2 separate regions of the Mus musculus genome follow, and region 1 is linked to region 2. Evidence: chromatin contacts called from public Micro-C data. All regions are on one chromosome and are shown on one strand. Each heading gives the region's core, a stretch centred on a gene start, on an enhancer-like site or on the middle of the called end of the contact. The rest is flanking DNA. Distances are from core to core; before and after follow the strand shown. Region 1 holds the start of Ptpn4 (protein tyrosine phosphatase, non-receptor type 4). Region 2 overlaps Ptpn4 (protein tyrosine phosphatase, non-receptor type 4).

What was found. Hi-C and Micro-C count contacts between places; a contact is called where the count stands out from the background.
Region 1: a contact with region 2 is called in a Micro-C map of muscle stem cells, with 5 times the contacts expected there. The contact joins the promoter of Ptpn4 here to the enhancer-like site in region 2. A contact is called at or near these places in 1 of 39 promoter capture datasets (macrophages), 3 of 484 Hi-C or Micro-C datasets (erythroid progenitors, muscle stem cells and stem cell-derived germline stem cell-like cells), 5 of 115 datasets of contacts at active chromatin or transcription factors (CD8 T cells, the SCID.adh cell line, cardiomyocytes and 1 more) and 2 of 9 other capture datasets (adipose tissue and pancreatic islet).

Annotation. Positions count from the first base shown.
Region 1 is chr1:119,835,691-119,838,390 of GRCm38.p6, reverse strand. It overlaps Ptpn4 (protein tyrosine phosphatase, non-receptor type 4), which reads left to right and starts at 1,320. Exons shown (of 27, transcript NM_019933.2): 1 at 1,320-1,489.
Region 2 is chr1:119,789,500-119,792,199 of GRCm38.p6, reverse strand. All of the region lies in intron 2 of Ptpn4 (protein tyrosine phosphatase, non-receptor type 4), which reads left to right. Among named protein-coding and RNA genes, the nearest start is that of Ptpn4, 46 kb to the left of the region's middle. Within about 2 kb of position 1,364, at least 10 of the 459 cell types and tissues checked have an H3K27ac peak or open chromatin away from gene starts, as enhancers often do. A contact at or near this core is called in muscle stem cells, where this site is marked.

The DNA.
Region 1 (2,700 bases), core at 71-2,570, 46 kb before region 2:
GGCTCAATCCTTGCGACCCACATAGGATTACCAACTCTCAAACCTTGTCCTCTGATAGACAGACAGACACACAGACAGATGGACACACATATTTTAGGTGTATACAAAATAAAGAAATGTAAAACAAACAAACAAACAAACAAAAACGAAAAACAAGCAAAGAGGAAATGTGAGGGTCCTCCCAACTTACCCTTCCTTCATTTGATCCTAGTTGAGGTCACCTATTCTATAGGAATGTTCTATCATCATCAAGTTTGTATTACCCAGAAAATATTAAGGGTATACCCTCCTCAAGGTCATGGCATGATAATACCAACCCTCATTCTTAAAATGATTGAACGACTTTGATTTAAAAAGCAGTGTTCCTTGCACACAGAAAGCACCTATCCTTTGTTTTATCCATGAAACGTCTTTTGCTTAGGCTTTGTTTTCAAGGGCCTTATGTTTAGGAGAACTGATTGAAAACTGCACTTCAAAGCCTATACCCTCTATTAGCACTTAGTTGGGACAACCTGATGCCAGGAGGTCGAGTTTCCCCACTCTGTGCTATTGCCCCTCTTTTGTGTCCCTAGAGTCCGTCAGTAAGTACATCTTAGAAGAGGGAGGAGGGGCAGAACTGACAGTCAAGGAACCAATCGCTGCCTGGCGATGGGGTGTGGACACAGAGCCACGCCCTCCCCTCCCAACCCGCTAAATCCCGTCTCTCTCGCACCTGTGAGTACCAGTGCTTCTAGGCAGGCGCCCGCGCTCCGAAACCGGGTAGGAGGCGGGAAGGAGGCGGAGCAGAGGGCGTGGCTTCACCTCTCGCGAGACCGCCTCCTGTTGCCGAGGCCGCCGTTCCGGGGCTCTGACTGGTCGGGGGCTGCGCAGCCGCCATGTTCGGTTGCTATGCTGCGGCCTCGGAGACGGGGTGTGCTTGAGAGAGGAGGAGGAGACGGAGGAGGCGGTGGAGGCGAGGGAGGAGGAGGAAGGAGAGGAGGAGGAGAAGGAGGAGGAGGGTGACCGAGGCTCTCCTTTGCACTCTCACACAGAGCCGCCTCCCTGGAGTCACCCGCCGCTTCACGCCGCGCGCGCTTCCCTGCTCCGCGGACGCGACATTGTTCTTTTAAGACTCCCGGGAGCTGTCAGAAATCGGGGCTCCGGGACTTGAAAGAGACTTGACTTCGGCCCGCAGCTTGCGGGGACCGCGGCACTTTCGGGGCGCGTGTGAAGGGATTAGCTCATCTCGCCGCGAGGTGCGAGCGCGCGCCTCCCCGCGCACGCCAGCCCCGCCGCAGCCCCGCAGGATGACGGGGTGCAGGCGGCCCGCGGCCGTGGCGCGGCCGCTGTGGCGGCGGCTGTTCTCGGGACGCTGAGGGCGAGCACCTCGACGCGGACCACGCGCTTCTTTCACCCGGCCGCGAGCCCGGGGCCTCCTGCCTTTTTGTATTTGGATTCCCCCCCCCCCCCCCCTTTCTCCAGCCGGGAGGACGCGGCTGTGATAACGAAGGTAAGAGAGGCGCTTGGGGCGGTCCTTCGCTCGGCCTGTTTGGGCCCCCTTTGCAGGTCGTGGGCGCGCACCTGAAGCTCGCCGAGCCGGGCGGCCAGACTACCCGATCGACTTCCCTTTTCTTAGTGGGTCGGAGCACTCGAATCTTCCTGGGGTTTATAGTTGAAATCTGCTAGGGATGAGTGCACGGGAGAAGGGGTGGAATAGATGCGGAGATGAAATGTTCCTAAACTCAAGGTAAGGCTGGAGAATCTTCAGTATTTCATTTGTGGGATTCTTTTTTCTAATTGTTAATGTTAGGTTAATTGACTCATATAAGCATCTTTATTTTTTTTCCGCACGCGGTAGGAACACACGCTATCTTCCATTGAACTTGAAAGTCTCTTGTGACTTGCTAGTATTATACTTGCTTTTAGGAATCAGTAGTTGGGCCCAAAAAGTTGAGATGTAGAACATCTGAACTTAGATTTTTCATGCTGCTTTGGAATCGTCCCTACCTTCATGATGTTTAGATTCAGCGTGAGTATGTAGTCAAGAACAGATCGGTGTTTGTGGGGTTTTGTAAAATGTTAAGCACAGTCATTTGTGGCTTTCTGGCTTTACATTTTTGTTTCGGTGTCAATGTTTGTTTTATAGTTACTTACAGGAAAAATGGAGCGTATGATTATCCTTTGTGGACAGGAACTGTGCTTACCAAAGCGTAGACACCTCAATTGTCCCAGGACGATTTCTGGAAATCAGTTCAATCAGAGATTCAAGAAAAGCTAGATGTGTGTGTGTGTGTGTGTGTGTGTGTGTGTGTGTGTGTGTGTGTGTAGGTAGTTAAATGCATGTATGGATGCATTTGCTGGGGTTTCTAAAGTAATGGAACAATTTACAGTTTCAATGATAATCCATATCGATGTTTCCCTGAAACTTATGTCAGAGACTTTATGTTTGGCTTTGCATCACAGAGTGACATCAGTGTGGACAAGGACTACGTAGGGGGTTTTAAAAACTGCCTGTTCCAGGAGGACTAGTCATACCTAACTTTTGGAATAAGCAATTCAAGAAATACTGAGTGTGTGACCAGATCTTGGGTCCAGATGAAATAACACAGTTATTTGGTCACATTTAAAAGATGGCTGTGGAGGAAAAACAAGAAAAGCTAATGTATCTGACTTGTAAAGTCAGACTAGAAGACTGGAAGGGCAAATATGGCAGCCTTTTGA
Region 2 (2,700 bases), core at 115-2,614:
ATTTCTGGAAGTATTTCTTTATCCAGAAAGGTGATCCAAGTCTATCCTCTGATAGTTGCTGAAGGATTTTGGTCTTTTAAGGCCTATTATAATGTGCCATTGGGCTAAACATAGAGGAAACTCTCCCCTGTATCCTGTTGGTCCTCAGAAGAACATCTTTATAAATAGGTACTTCAGGCACCATCAAGGTTAAATGATTACTTTTTTTTTTTTTTGCTTTTTGAGACAGGGTTTCTCTGTGTAGCCCTGGGTGTCCTGGAACTCACTCTGTAGATCAGGCTGGTCTCGAACTCAGAAATTCACCTGCCTCTGCCTCCCAAGTGCTGGGATTAAAGGCGTGCGCCACCACTGCCCGGCTAAATGATTACATTTTAAAATGCAGAATCCTTTTAGTTTTCAGTGAAGATATATACATTCATATATGTGAACTGTATATGCATAATGGATCAGGTTATAGTTATTATAAAGAGTCCCAGCTTAGCTGTGAACTTTTTCTTTTCAGTATATTAACCCTTACTTACACTCACTCAGTCCTAGGTTCTATACAATACAGCTAGGGTACTGTTGAAGTAATAGTTCACATAGTTTAGGGTCATGAAACTGCTTTCTGAAGACGGTAAGTAGCTCTCTGTCCAAGTCTACAGAGCTGCTGCTCAGTCTTCTCTACAGCCAGGTCTCAAACGTCTCTCTTCCTTCTTAGCCTACCAACAAGGATCTTTGTTTACTAAGGCAGTTATTGTTCTTAAAACTCTAGCAACAAAATGCAGTACATTGTTAGGAATAATCTCTATTTGTAAAATTGCAATTTACCCTAAGGTATCTGTAGTTGTATTTATTATCACTTGAGCTATAGCTATTCTTCAAATGCCTTGTTCTTTTATTGGTCCTTATGTGAAACAAGGGAAATTGAAGGGCTAGCAATATTAACAGAGCGACTAAAACCACACATAAACTTTGGAATTGTTTCAGTATACTATTTTTTATCATTCACTGACTCAACTAATCAAATATTAATTTACTGCCTTTTAAAAACATCCTACTGAGAATTGTTAGTACATGGCAAGTTTCTCTCTCAGCTGTTTTCTTTTTATTCTCATCCTGGCAATTTTATCTGCTCTATTTATCACCCTTTCAGTGACAGCCTGTAAGGAATATGACCATTCTGCACATTGCCTGGTGTTTCTTACAGGCTTTCCTTTGAAATGTGGGTAGAAACATCTGTGACCTTAAATTTTTATAATCTGCATGCCCACTAAAACATTAATCTGCACGCCTGCAAAAACATTATGTGGACAAAACCTAGGTTTTGCTGCCAGCATGAATCAGAGCTGGGCCATGGTTGAAGTAGTCTCCTTGTGCCTAATACTACTGGATTCATAAAAAATGCTTCTGTGGATGGTCTTGTGCAAGCAAGGTGTCAGGTTGCACTCTATACTCAAGAAAAAAATCTTTCCCAATGAGTTTATACTTGGCCCTGGCATGGGTTGTAGTCTTACTGATATCTAAGGTATCATCAAGGAATCTTTCCTGTTTTCTTGGTACAAAAATTTGGCTTTTTAAATGACTCCTAATTTCTTTAACAACTGCAGCCTTATTGTCAGCAATTTTAAGTGCCAGACTACATAATTTTCTGGCCAAACTATGTATTTTTTCCCCAATCTTCCTGTTTTGTTCTGTCTTGTTTGCTTTAAAAAAAAAAAAAGGCTAACAATGACTGAACTATTCACTGACCATTCATAGCCTGAGTACTGAATTTCTTCCATCAGATTAATTAATACGTTGCCTTTAAATTCTACTTCTCTCAGTGTCTTAGGCCCAGACAAGATGCTAGTTTTTTTTTTTTGCCACACTATACCATGGAATGTCCTTTAGTCATACAGTCTTCATTCTCATCCAAAATCTCACGAACCTGGGCTTCATTGTCTATATTCCTGTTAGCCTTCTCCTACCTTTAAGTCCTCTTTATATCATGTGTGGTCTATGTAGCTCTTACCATCACAGTTTCCCACAGTTCTCCTTAAATGAATCCTATATGCTTTAGAACCCTGTTGTTAGGCAGTCACAGTATCTATCTCGTGTCTTGACTTCCACTTTTCTATTAGCTTTCGTTGCTGTTATACCCAAATAGTGAAACAACTTATTGTGATTTCATGGTCTTTTGGATGTGTTAGGCAGAACATCATATGGGATCTGTAGTAGAATAAAGCTGCTTTCTTTGTGGAAGCCAAGAAGCAGAAAGACAAGAAGGATCCAGGGCAAGATGCAGCCCTTAGTCTCCTTACTTATTCTACCCTGTTGTCTTAGTCAGGGGTTCTATTCCTGCACAGACATCATGACCAAGAAGCAAGTTGGGGAGGAAAGGGTTTATTCAGCTTACATTTCCAAACTGCTCTTCATCACCAAAGGAAGTCAGGACTGGAACTCAAGCAGGTCAGAAAGCAGGAGCTGTTGCAGAGGCCATGGAAGGATGTTCTTTACTGGCTTGCTCAGCCTGCTCTCTTATAGAACCCAAGACTACCAGCCCAGAGATGGTCCCACCCACAAGGGGCCTTTCCCCCTTGATCACTAATTGAGAAAATGCCCCACAGCTGGATCTCATGGAGGCATTTCCTCAACTGAAGCTCCTTTTTCTGTGATAACTCCAGCCTGTGTCCAAGTTGACATACAAAACCAGCCAGTACACCTGTCATGTTTCCAGTT